2 separate regions of the Sus scrofa genome follow, and region 1 is linked to region 2. The links are chromatin contacts, called in public HiChIP or PLAC-seq maps. All regions are on one chromosome and are shown on one strand. The core of a region is the stretch at or near the end of the contact, and the rest is flanking DNA. Distances in the headings are between cores, read along the strand shown.

Evidence for each region. HiChIP or PLAC-seq counts read pairs in DNA pulled down with a chosen protein or histone mark.
Region 1: an H3K27ac HiChIP or PLAC-seq map of alveolar macrophages shows a contact between it and region 2. The contact joins the promoter of SLC25A17 here to the promoter of TOB2 in region 2. A contact is called at or near these places in 1 of 5 promoter capture datasets (liver) and 1 of 2 datasets of contacts at active chromatin or transcription factors (alveolar macrophages).

What each region holds. Positions count from the first base shown.
Region 1 is chr5:7,619,694-7,625,819 of Sscrofa11.1, forward strand. It overlaps SLC25A17 (peroxisomal membrane protein PMP34), which reads left to right and starts at 2,945. Exons shown (of 9, transcript XM_003126004.4): 1 at 2,945-3,140. The coding sequence starts at 3,087.
Region 2 is chr5:7,082,047-7,087,767 of Sscrofa11.1, forward strand. It overlaps TOB2 (protein Tob2), which reads left to right and starts at 4,351. Exons shown (of 2, transcript XM_021091455.1): 1 at 4,351-5,682. It overlaps LOC110260629 (a long non-coding RNA gene), which reads right to left. Exons shown (of 7, transcript XR_002343880.1): 7 at 2,655-3,883.

The sequences.
Region 1 (6,126 bases), core at 1,695-4,194, 540 kb after region 2:
TACATGAAATGTAAGGTTCTGGCTAAGTTACTTTTATTTTGTAGTGACAGTGTAGATGTGAACAAAATGACAGTAAATTTTTTGAAGTTCCTGCAGTGGCACAATGGCTTAAGAATCCGAATGCAGTGGCTTGGATAGCTGAGGAAGTGCAGGTTCAATCCCTAGCCCAGGTGCAGTGGGGTAAAGGATTCGGCGTTGCTGCCGCGTCAGATTCAGTCCTTGGCTTGGGAATTTCCATGTGCCCCAGGTGCAGCCATAAAATTAAAAAAAAAAATTTATAAGTACTGTTTTTGCAGTGTGGAACTTCATGCTGATGTGATTCAGGAAGGTCTCTGAGAAAAAAATAGTAAATAGGAATACTGAGATGTGAAAGTGAATTTTAAGAGCAAGCAAAAAAGTTACGATTTTTAGAAATTGAAAATAGCTCTGTAAGAAATGCAAATCAAAACTACCATGAGATATCACCTCACACCAGTCCGAATGGCCATCATTAATAAATCCACAAATAACAAGTGCTGGAGGGGCTGTGGAGAAAAGGGAACCCTCCTGCACTGTTGGTGGGAATGTAAACTGGTACAGCCACTATGGAGAACAGTTTGGAGATACCTTAGAAATCTATACATAGAACTTCCATATGACCCCGCAATCCCACTCTTGGGCATCTATCCGGACAAAACTCTACTTAAAAGAGACACATGCACCCGCATGTTCATTGCAGCACTATTCACAATAGCCAGGACATGGAAACAACCCAAATGTCCATCGACAGATGATTGGATTCGGAAGATGTGGTATATGTACACAATGGAATACTACTCAGCCATAAAAAAGAATGACATAATGCCATTTGCAGCAACATGGATGGAACCAGAGAATCTCATACTGAGTGAAGTGAGCCAGAAAGACAAAGACAAATACCATATGATTTCACTTATAACTGGAATCTAATATCCAGCACAAATGAACATCTCCTTAGAAAAGAAAATCATATAGACTTGGAGAAGAGACTTGTGGCTGCCTGATGGGAGGGGGAGGGAGTGGGAGGGATCGGGAGCTTGGGCTTATCAGACACAACTTAGAATAGATTTACAAGGAGATCCTGCTGAATAGCATTGAGAACTTTGTCTAGATACTCATGTTGCAACAGAAGAAAGGGTGGGGGAAAAATATAATTGTAATGTATACATGTAAGGATAACCTGACCCCCTTGCTGTACAGTGGGAAAATTAAAAAAAAAAAAAATAAAATAGCTCTGTAGAGGTAGTTCTGTTTAATAGATAATGTATGTACATAAGTGCTTGCACTGTTTATATGACTTGTAGAGTAGAAAGGTAATTCTGTCTTGATTGAGATATTTTTTGATAGCTGGGATGCAAAAGATTTCACACAGATGAACATGCTGTCTGCTCTAGGTCATACCCTACAAATAGAATTATGAGAAATTACACTGTGGGAGTTCCCACTGTGGCTCAGCTCAGTGTTTTTCAGTGTTAGAAACCCAACATAGCCTCCGAGAGGATCTGGGTTGGCTCCCTAGCCTCCCTCTGTGGGTTAAGGATCCATTGTTGCCACAAGCTGTGGAGTAGGTAGCAGAAGTGGCTCGGCTCCAGTGTTGAGGTGACTGTGGCCTAGGCCACAGCTGCAGCTCCTATTAGACCCCTGGCCTGGGAATGTCCACATACCACAGGTGCGATAGTAAAGAAAAAATATTAATCGTGTTCAATTACCATCATAAAGACAGTATATTTATAAATCTGCATGCTACATAATCCGGTTTGTTCTTGAGAGAGCTTTCAATTTAATTAGGAGTTCATGAGAACTGAGTTCTCAAATTTTCAGCAGACAAGCTTCTATGTTCTAGTGCCAGAATCCTATCTTCATTTGACTTTCACTGCGCCTTCCTGTCATGACTCTAGAGGGTGGTAGAAATGATTCCTACAACAGGACATCTAGCGGCAACTTAAATTAGTACATACAAATAAGCACTTCTAAATACGTGTCCCCAGCTCGTCTTTGACTTAGCTGTGGTCACCACCCTAAATGAAAGGGAGTTTAAAGGGAAAGGGATCCTAACCAGTGGTGGTTAAAATATTTTCTGCAAATTTTGTGAAAACACAAGCAGGTGAACATCTTTAGGGCCCTCTGCTGGGAGTAAATGTAAAGGGCAGAAAACATTGAGGCTGGCTGTAGTAAGTACTCGAGGATTATCAGCAAGGATTATAAAAGTAAACTAACCGGTCCTGAAGCTGGCAGAGACGCTGAACTATGGTGCCCAAGTGAAGAAGTAAGGTTGAAGTTCTAAAGCATGGTGTATTATGCTATGATGTCGGTGAGGGGTGGTAGCGTGTGGTTTTCTAGTTCTGTGTAGTTTGGTTTTTCACTTTTCAACACAAAAGAAGTTTTTTCTTCTGCATTTTATAAAGTATATCTACATAATTTGTAATCCTCACAGCAGGTAGAGTCGATTTTAATTATCATTTCACAAAGGAAACCAAAAGGTTAAATGATCTTCCTAGCTGCTAACTAGTTTGTTCCCATCTCTTTATGATTATCTGATTCCCTGAAGCTCAAGTTCTCTTCCTACCAGGAGGTAGACCTGCCCAAGCAATACTTACTTCCGCTTGACCAAAATGTGACTAAAAACACTAGTGAGAAGAAAACAGGAAAATGAATCCCCCATCTTTCTTGTCTCCAGCTTGTCTTACGGACAGAAGTGGAGAAAAAGGAGGCTGCGTAGGTTTTCTGTCGCCCCCTGTGTTGGAGTTGACGTGAAGCACGACTGGCCAAGCCCTGGGAACTCCAGGGAACCACAGGGGTGGTGGGGCCAGCACGCACTGCCCCGCCCGGCGCAAGCCTCGGGGGCCAATCAGAACCAAGGGGCGTCCTCAGGCCCGCCTTCCCTTCCCTCCAGCCTCTGGCCGGGAGACTGGGCGCCCTGTGACCCGGAAGGAGTTGTTTTGGAGGAGGCGGGCTTGAGAGGGTGGAGTTTCTGACGCTACCTCTCGGGGCTCCAGTGCTTCTTTCCTCTCTCGACTGGCTGTGGCTCCTGCTGGAGAACTGTGACCAGGTCTGCGGGAACCGCACCTATGGCTTCCGTGCTGTCCTACGAAAACCTGGTCCACGCCGTGGCAGGAGCCGTGGTGAGGCGGGGTCTTCACGTCCGGGCCATTGCGGGTGTGGGGCTTCTCTGGGGCCGGACCGGGATGTGACTGGGGGATGGGGATGAGAAGGAGTTCGTGTGGAGTCTCTTGGCCTGACTGGGGCGAAGAGGAATGGGGCTTAGGTGAAGTGTTGCTAGAAGCATTTGGGGTGAAGGCCGACACTTACCCTCCGCCTCTGGCTACCGCTCTGGCCAGTTAGAGAATATCTGGGATGTAGGCAGCGGTGGTCCCACACACCCTCGGGGAGAAAGTAATTGCAGTTTTCTTTGACTTCGGAAATATAAAGGGCAGTCATTCCCCCTCTCCCTCCCCCACTCCACACACAGACTTTGTCTCACTGGGCCAGAGGCGAGCCTTGGTGTAAAGCTGTGTTGCTTAATCACATGCTTAATTACACATCTTGCTGCAGGCAAGTGGTAGAACCTAGTCGGGGTACCTCTTGTTCTTGGCAGAAGAAAAATACCTCTTTTTGTTTTGTTTTGTTTTAATTAAATCAAGATCAAAGTTCCCCTCTACCCAGGTGTGGTTTACTCTGAGGAATATGCTTGGTTCTTGGGCTTCTGTATGTCTCGCTTCCATTTGACACCACTCCCTTTTCCTAGGAACTTTACACTCTGGGTTTGGGTAATTTCCCCTCCTGGTTCTTATCCTGTTTCTCTGACTGCCTTTCCTTACATCCCTCTCTAGCTGTCGACGTGCACCTGGACTCATTGGGACTTCAGAAGAACATTACTGAGTCCTCTCCTAGTCCCCCCAAACTGCACTGTGAGCTCAGGATTCTGTGCATAATAATGGGAATTGAACCGCAACTCCATCATGTGTTGGATAGGTGGTCTTTAAATGTCACTTTCCGAATCTGTAAAGGGGGGGTATTGACACCTACTTCACAGAGTTGTTAACGTGATTTAGGTGACACAGTAGTTCATGGAAGTGTCTGATTTGGAAGTCTTGGTTCATTCAATTAGACTAGAAGAGCTTTCCAGCCAGTGTAAAGTCTTGCTCTGCAGTGGAGGCTTGCTTGACCTGCTCTAGGATGGGCGTGGAGACCTCTGTGTCTGGAATGGAGACAACAAAGATGCAAGTGGGTTTCAGGGGACCAAGTGGTGTGAGACTTTTCACTCTGAGTGTGAAATACAGACAGCTAGCCAACTGTTGCGTTTTTGAGCATGCAGCAGCTTGCTGGTTTACATCATTCTGGCTGCTCTGTTGAAAGTAGACTGTCAGGGAGCAAGGGTGAAAACAGAGACGCTGTCAGGGAACCAGGATGGTAGCAGTGGAGGTGGTGAGAAATGATCGTTAAACCTGTAATAGGTTGCTGAGATTGAACCACCAGGGTTTGATAGTAGGTTGGATTTGGGGTGTAACAGAATGAAAGTTAGAGTTTTGGCTTCAGCAGCTGGACGGACGATATTCCCATTTACTGAGATGGTGAAGACTAAAGGAGGAGCAGTTTGGGGCAGGGGGAGGATGAGGAGTTTGCTTTTTGACTAGTTGAGTTCAAAATGCCTGTGAGCAGTCATGAGACAAGATGAGCTCACCAAAGAAGTGAGTGTGGACTGAGAGAAAAGTCTCAAAGACTAGCCTTGGAGCACACCAACATTAGGAGGCTGGGGAAATAAGATAGCACCCACAAAGGGAACTAAGGAGGGGCCAGTAGGGTAGGAGGAAGACTGAGAGAGTATGGTATTCTGAAAATCACGTGAAGAAGGGTATAGATCAGCTGGGTCTGATGCTGCTGATGAATCAAATGAGGGCTGAAAATTAATCCTTGCATTTGTCAGGTTGGTAAACATGTTGATAAATCCAGAGGTTAGTTGTGAAGACCTGTTTTGGTGGATTGGTGGGCTGAATAGTTGGAGTACATCAAAAGGAGAATGGGAAGAGGAGAAATGTTAGTTCTCCTTTCTTTCTCTCAATAAATGCCATTCATTCGACATCTTTATTGAGTGCTTTTTGTATGCCATGCCCTTTGCTCAGTGCTAGACTATAGTAGAGAACAAAGTCTTTTTCTTCTGAGGTTTGCATTCCAGTGAGGAGTCAGACAATAATGGAGTAAATCAAAACATAAATAGAAGTTCCCACTGTGCTATTGCTGGTTTGATCCCTGGCCCAGTGTGTTAAGGATCCAACATTGCCAGATTCAGTGCCATTTGCTGTGGGTGCAGCCAAAAAAGGGGGGAAAAAACAAATAATTTTGGATGTGTTAAGTTCTATGAAAGAAACAAAATAAGGGTTGTCAAACCTTTTCTTTAGTTTTTTTTTTTTTTTTCCTTCAGTTTTATGACAGGGGTTCCTGCTGTGGCGCAGTAGGATCAACAGTATCTCTGCAGTGGAAGGGAAGCAGGTTCCATCCCCAGCCTAGTGCAGTGGGTTAAGGATCCTGCATAGCTGCAGCTGTGGTGCAGGTCACAACTCTGGCTCTAATTTGATCCCTGGCCCAGAAACTCCATATGCCGCCAAGGGATAGCCAAAAAAGAATAAATGATTGGTTGATTGATTGATTGATTATGGCTGCACCGTCATCATGGGGAAGTTCTCCAGCCAGGGATTGGATATGAGCCGCAGCTGCGGCAGCGCTGGATCCTTTAACCCATTGGGGCAGGCCAGGGATCAGAACCCTACCTGAGCTGCTACAGCTGGATTCTTAACCCACTGCAACACAGTTGCAACTCCATGTTAAGGAGATGGTAAATATTTTAGGTGTATAGTCTCTAGTGAAGCTACTCAAAACTGCCATGATATTTTGGAAGGAACCATTAATAAGTAAGAGAGTGGACAGAGCTGTGTTCCGCCTATTTACAAAAAGAGCAGTGGACTGGACTTGACCCTTGGGCTCTAGTTTTCTGAGCCCTGCAGTAAAGAGTGACTGTGAGTAGAGGTGATATATCTGTTAAAGATGCAAAGACATTTCTATTTTCTTCTCTCCTTGAGGCCTGTTTTCTCTTCTTAAAAATTCTGCTTGAAA
Region 2 (5,721 bases), core at 3,101-5,600:
TTGCTGTGGCCTTGGTGCAGGTCACACCAGCTGTAGCTCCGACCTGATCCTTAGCCTGGAAACTTCCATATGCCATGGGTGCAACCCTAAAAAGACAAAAAAAAAAAAAAAATTGGAATAATGATAGTACCAGAGTTCCTTGGTGACTCAGTAGGTTACGGATCCAGTGATATAACTGCTGTGGCTCAGAACACTGCTGTGGCGGGGTTCAGTCCTTGACCTGGGAACTTCTGCATGCTGAAAGCACAGCCAGAAAACCCCAGTAATGACAGTACCAAATTCTCTGTTGGGGAAAATATCACTTTGAGTCCCCATTGTGGCTCATCTATAACAAACCTAACTAGTATCCATGAGGATGCAGGTTCTGTACCTGGCCTCACTCAGTGGGTTAAGGATCTGGCGTTGCCCAAAGCTGTAGTATAGGTCTCATACTCAGCTCAGATCCCATGTTGCTGTGGTTGGGTGTAGGCCAGCAACTGCAGCTCCCATTCAACCCCTAGCCAGGGAACTTCCTTAGGTGCCACCCTAAGAAAAAAAAAAAAAAATTATTGAGTCCTTTTACCTCTCCCTCCACTGCAGCCACTCAAAACACTTACTATAGGAGTTCCCGTGTGGCTTCGTGAGTTAAGGATCTGGTGCTATCACTGCACTGGCCCAGGTCGCTGCTATGGTATGGGTTCAATCCCTAACCCAGGAACTTCTGCCTGGCACAAGCATGGCCAAAAACAAACACACCCACACTACACTGAAGAGAAAAGGGGGCTGCAAATTCAAGAGTCTGGGTAATTAATGTAAGTGATTAAAAGGGAGAGGTGTAAGAATAGCCCAAACATGATGATAATTCGTATGTGGCCCTCGACCTCAGCGTCTGGGGGACCATACAGAGTGGTAGGGACCAGGGAAACAGAATGCAAAGGTAACCAGCTGCTATTCAACTCCAGATAATTGCCAGCTTGAATGCCCAGTGTTAGCAGATTTTTTTGAGGGGGGAGGGTCTTTTTAGGGCCATACCTGCAGCATATGGAAGTTCCCTGGCCAAGGGAGGGGTCCAAAAAGAGCTGTAGCCACTGGCTCTACACCACAGCCCCATGAATACCAGATTCCAGATCCAAGCCTTGTCTGCAACCTACACCACAGCTCACCACAACACCTGATCCTTAACCCACTGAGCAGGGCCAGGGATTGAACCCACATCCTCATGGATAGTAGTCAGGTTCATTACCGCAGAGCCATAGTGGAATTCCACCAGATCTTTTAAATTTAGGACAAGTGGCAAATTAAGATATTTTTGCACAATCTTCCAATTTTTATTTTTTATCTTTTTGTCTTTTTAGGGCCACACCTGCCTTAAAAATGGAGATTCCTAGGCCAGGGGTCTAATTGGAGCTATAGCTGCCAGCCTACACCAGAGCCACAGCAACGCCAGATCCAAGCCACATCTACAACCTACACCACAGCTCACCGAAATGAATCACCAGATCCCTAACCCACTGAGCGAGGCCAGGGATCAAACCCCGCAACCTCATGATTCCTAGTTGGATTCGTTTCCACTGCGCCATGATGGGAACTCCACACAATCTCCCAATTTTTAAATGTCAATTCCTTCTTTAAATTTTAATGTGTTGGTGTTCCCTCGTGGTTCACTAGGTTAAGGATCCAGCATTGTCACGGTGTGGCCCTGGTTACAGCTATGGTGTCGGTTTGATCCCTGCATGCCTTGAGTGTGGCCAAAAAAAATTTTTTGACAGTGTCAGTATATGCCACCAGATATGGACCTTGGCCTGCCATTCAGCAGCTTCTAAATTAGGAAAATTAACTTCCCAGGAAGTCAAGTTGAAATGAGTAAATTTCCAAGAGATTCTATGTCACTATATTCTGACCTGTAACTTTTTAACAGTTTGAACAAAGGACATAAAGGTGAAAGATTCTTTGCCTTGGTTGGAATTTTCCTGCCTAAAAAAAAAAGAAAAAGACTCCAGTTCCCATCTTTTCCCAGTTAATCAATTCCTTATCAACAAGTGGCCTGTCTGCCACCATCAAGGCTAAACCAATGCTTTCTTTGCACACTGTAGTTTCAGTGCTTTAGCTAAAGACAGGTTTGTTCACTTGTCTCTTTTATAAGAGTTCACCCATATCAGGTCAATAAATAGCAAATTATTTGCCCTCAGCATCCCTCCAATCACTTTTCTCCAAAGCCAATTTCTGTTGTGGCTGTCTTTGCTCCTGCCCAGTTGGAGCAGTGGATCTGAAGAATCAAACTGAGTATTTTCTCGGATAACTGAAAAGAAACTACAAAATCTCTCACACTATGTGTGTATGAAGGAGTGACTCACCCCCCTGAGAGTTAATTGGGGCTAATTATGACCAGCCTGACTTGTCACAACAAAACATCTGGCATAACTTGCTTACTCTCAGACAGGGGAGTTGCCTCCACCCTCTCCATGCACATGCTTCCTTTTGAAGCTCACCGTTTTGAAAACAAGGTGTGTGCTTTTCAACGTATGATTATTCAAAGTGGGAGAGGACCCGGGAATGCCTGAGTAGGAATTCAGCTCACAATTAAGCCCTGGCAAGATGAACTCATACGACGGGGGAGAGAAAAATGTCCTTCTTACCACATGGTAAATGGAGACAGCAGCAATTAAGAATGGTGATTGTCTTCTTCCCCTCTACTTTATTTTTTTCCTACTTATATACTAACCCTTTACCCAGAGCTCTTCTTTGCCAAAAAGGCTGGATTTCTCAGTTTGGGTTTCTTTGCTCAACGTTGGTGTGTTTCCAGCACTGCAGGGGAGATAAATGCAGGAACGGGCAAAAATTCAACGCCTTCCTTCCAGGGATTCAGTCTGCCTTCCCTCAGCCTGCACTTGATGGAAGGAGACTCTACACTTTTATCTGCTTATATGGACTCCATCCCTCCTTCCCGTGTGATACACCCTCAACTTTCTCATGCTGTCTTGTAAGGTTTCCTTTTGGGGTATACACACTGAAGAGCACAGTACGGGAAGGATGCAAGCTGGCCAGAACGGTGACCTTTAAATTAAGAACAGCAACTATTTGAGCCAAGCTTTACATACAGTATCATATCTAATCCCCACAGGATCTCGATCTCCATTTTAAGGACGAGAGGACAGGTCTGACGGTATAAAGAGAATTTGTGCCTTTCAATCAAGATAACCCGGTTGGTGGCAGAATTGGGATTCAAACCCACCTACTTCTAAGGCTGCCTCTAGTAAATAACTACAAATACCAGTATCCCTTGCAGCGCCCCAATGCGCAAACGCACTCCCCCCCAAGACCTCCATGGCTCCACGCCCCCGCCTCCCAGTCCTAAAAGGTTGGATCGAACATCCAATCAGATGTCGCCGCTCCCTGTTTCCGACCAATGGGAAGGCTGTTGCTAACATACTGGTTATATTTTTAGCGCTTCAGCACCAGGGAGCGGCGAGCCAGATCTCGCTGGGTTGCGACTCGCGAGGAGAGGAGAGGGGAAGGGAGGAGAGGGAGGTGGGGGAGGAGGAAAAAAAGGGGAGGGATGGAGTCGGGCAAGGCGGTGGGGGCGTGTAAGTGACGCTCTGCCACTTGCTGACGCACAAGCAAGTAGTCCCTGGAGGTGCCCCAGGGGATAAAGCGCTCGGGGTGTGGGGGATGGGGACGCTCCGGCCCAGGCTCCCTCCCCCTTCTTGTCCCCTTGGAGTTTGCCCTCCAGTCCAGCGTTTCTCCGCTGCAGTCAGGAGAAGCGCATTAAACCCCTACGCTACCATTGCCGCCTGTCCTTGCCAAAAAAAGTGATCAAGGAAAAAAAAACTGCAAACCGTGTCTGGAAACTTTTGGATCTCGCCACCCCACGTGGGTTCGGCGACTGCCGTTGGGCCGGAACCATCTAGAATGAGAATAAAGTGTGAGAGAGAGTTAGGGAATGGGCGATTAAAGAAGGGATGGGAATAAGACTTAAGGCGAAAGCTCCCAGTGGCCCTGGGCTTCACCTGGCAGTCTACCGTGCCTGTGACCTCACTCGGCACAGGCCTCCCCACCCCCAACTCCGCGCCCCTCACAGTGACAAAGTAGCCGAGTGACCCCCTTGGCCATAGCAGGGGCAAGGGATGTAAGTGCGAGTCTGAATCAAGGGACCGTCTGGTGCGCAAGCCTGGGGCATCTGGCATAAACAGGCGCCCTAGGATGCCGGCGAAGGCTGTTGCTGAAGGATGAGGCTCCAGTAACCCCTTTTTTGGGGGGGGTTCGACGACTGGGAAGAACCAAAAGGGGCGTCCTCTGACGCCGGAGCTCCGCCTGCAGCAGGCGGAGGACGCGCTCGCGCGTCTGCGCAGAGAGCGCTGGCCGGGTCCCTGCGGTGAGGTTAACCCGCGCCAGAGGCCGCGAGTGGAAGGTTAATGTATCGCTTGGCTCTTTTTCCTGCGCCCCCATCCTCCTCGCCCCTTCTTACTCCCGTTTTGCGTGCCCAAGCCCCGGTTTCTCCCTCGCACTCCCCTCGACGTTAGGCGTCGTCCCCAAATGAGGCACGAGGCTCTTGGAAGATTCGGGACAACTGGAGTTGATAAAGGTCCAAAATCTGTCCAGAACTCCAGTAGTCCCCTGAGCTCCCCACCCGCGAAGAGATTTTACTGGTGTGGTGCGAGTGCTGCGGGAAAAGTCGGACTGTCAGATGCGCCGAGCTGAAGGGATTCGCCGAGGTGGCCTGCGCGATGGTTCGGGAAAGCATACGAACCCTCGGCGCCAGGGCAGGTGCAGGGCTGAAGACACAGCGGGGACGTCCCCTTCTTTTGGACACCCATTCATCCAGCACACCTAAAGTGAGCAGCTGGGTCCCAAACCGGGACCCTACCCTCGCAAGCTTGCTGTCTGCATAGGGAAACACTTTACACGATGAGGACAATTTGAGCAGTTTGGGCATGAAGAAAATAACTACGATGCCGGCGTCGTGATGGGAAGGGGAGGCGGCCCGCGTTACACAGGGCGGTCAGAGGCAGCCTTGCTGATATTTGAGCCAGGATCTGAGTGAGGAGGGTGACCGGCCACCCACGCGTAGGACTAGGGCGGTGGCCAAGGGCCCCCGGGTTCCACGCGGAGCAGGGAGCCGCGCGCCTCCAGGGGTTAAGCTGCCTGCTGGCTGGGAAGTAGTCCCGGCCCAGCGCCCGGCCCCGCCCCTGCAGGGCGGAGGGACGCATCACGCAGGGGTGGGGAAGGCGGATCCGTGCGCAGGGTTGCTAAGGGTGAAACTTTTCATTGACTTTGCTCACTTCGGGCCGGGGCGCGGGAAGGAGCGGGTTCTTGGTGGGGGGGAGCGAGTGGCTTGGGAAACGCGAGGCCAGAAGGGCAAGACCAATTCGCCGGCCACAGCCCAGACCGTACTCCGCCCCGCGACACGAACCACCCTCGAGTCCGCCATCCGCGGTTCGTCGCCGCCGGCCGGCCCGCCCGCCCTCCGTCCCTAGCCGCCGAGCCCGACCTCCAAAAAGCAGAAAGAATTATTGAGAATCATAACCCATAAGCCCCCTCAATCGTCCCCCAACCCTCAACGAAGAAAAAGACACCTTGGCCCCCGGCCGGGCGGCGCCCGGGAGAGAAGGGAGAGTGACCTCCGCCCCGCGCTCAGGACCACCCTGGAGGGAGAAGCCGCCCCGCGGCCGGCACACCGCCCCGCCACCGCGGAGACCCGAGTGAGTGAGTAGGAACCTTGCGGGCGGGGGGGGCCCCAGACCC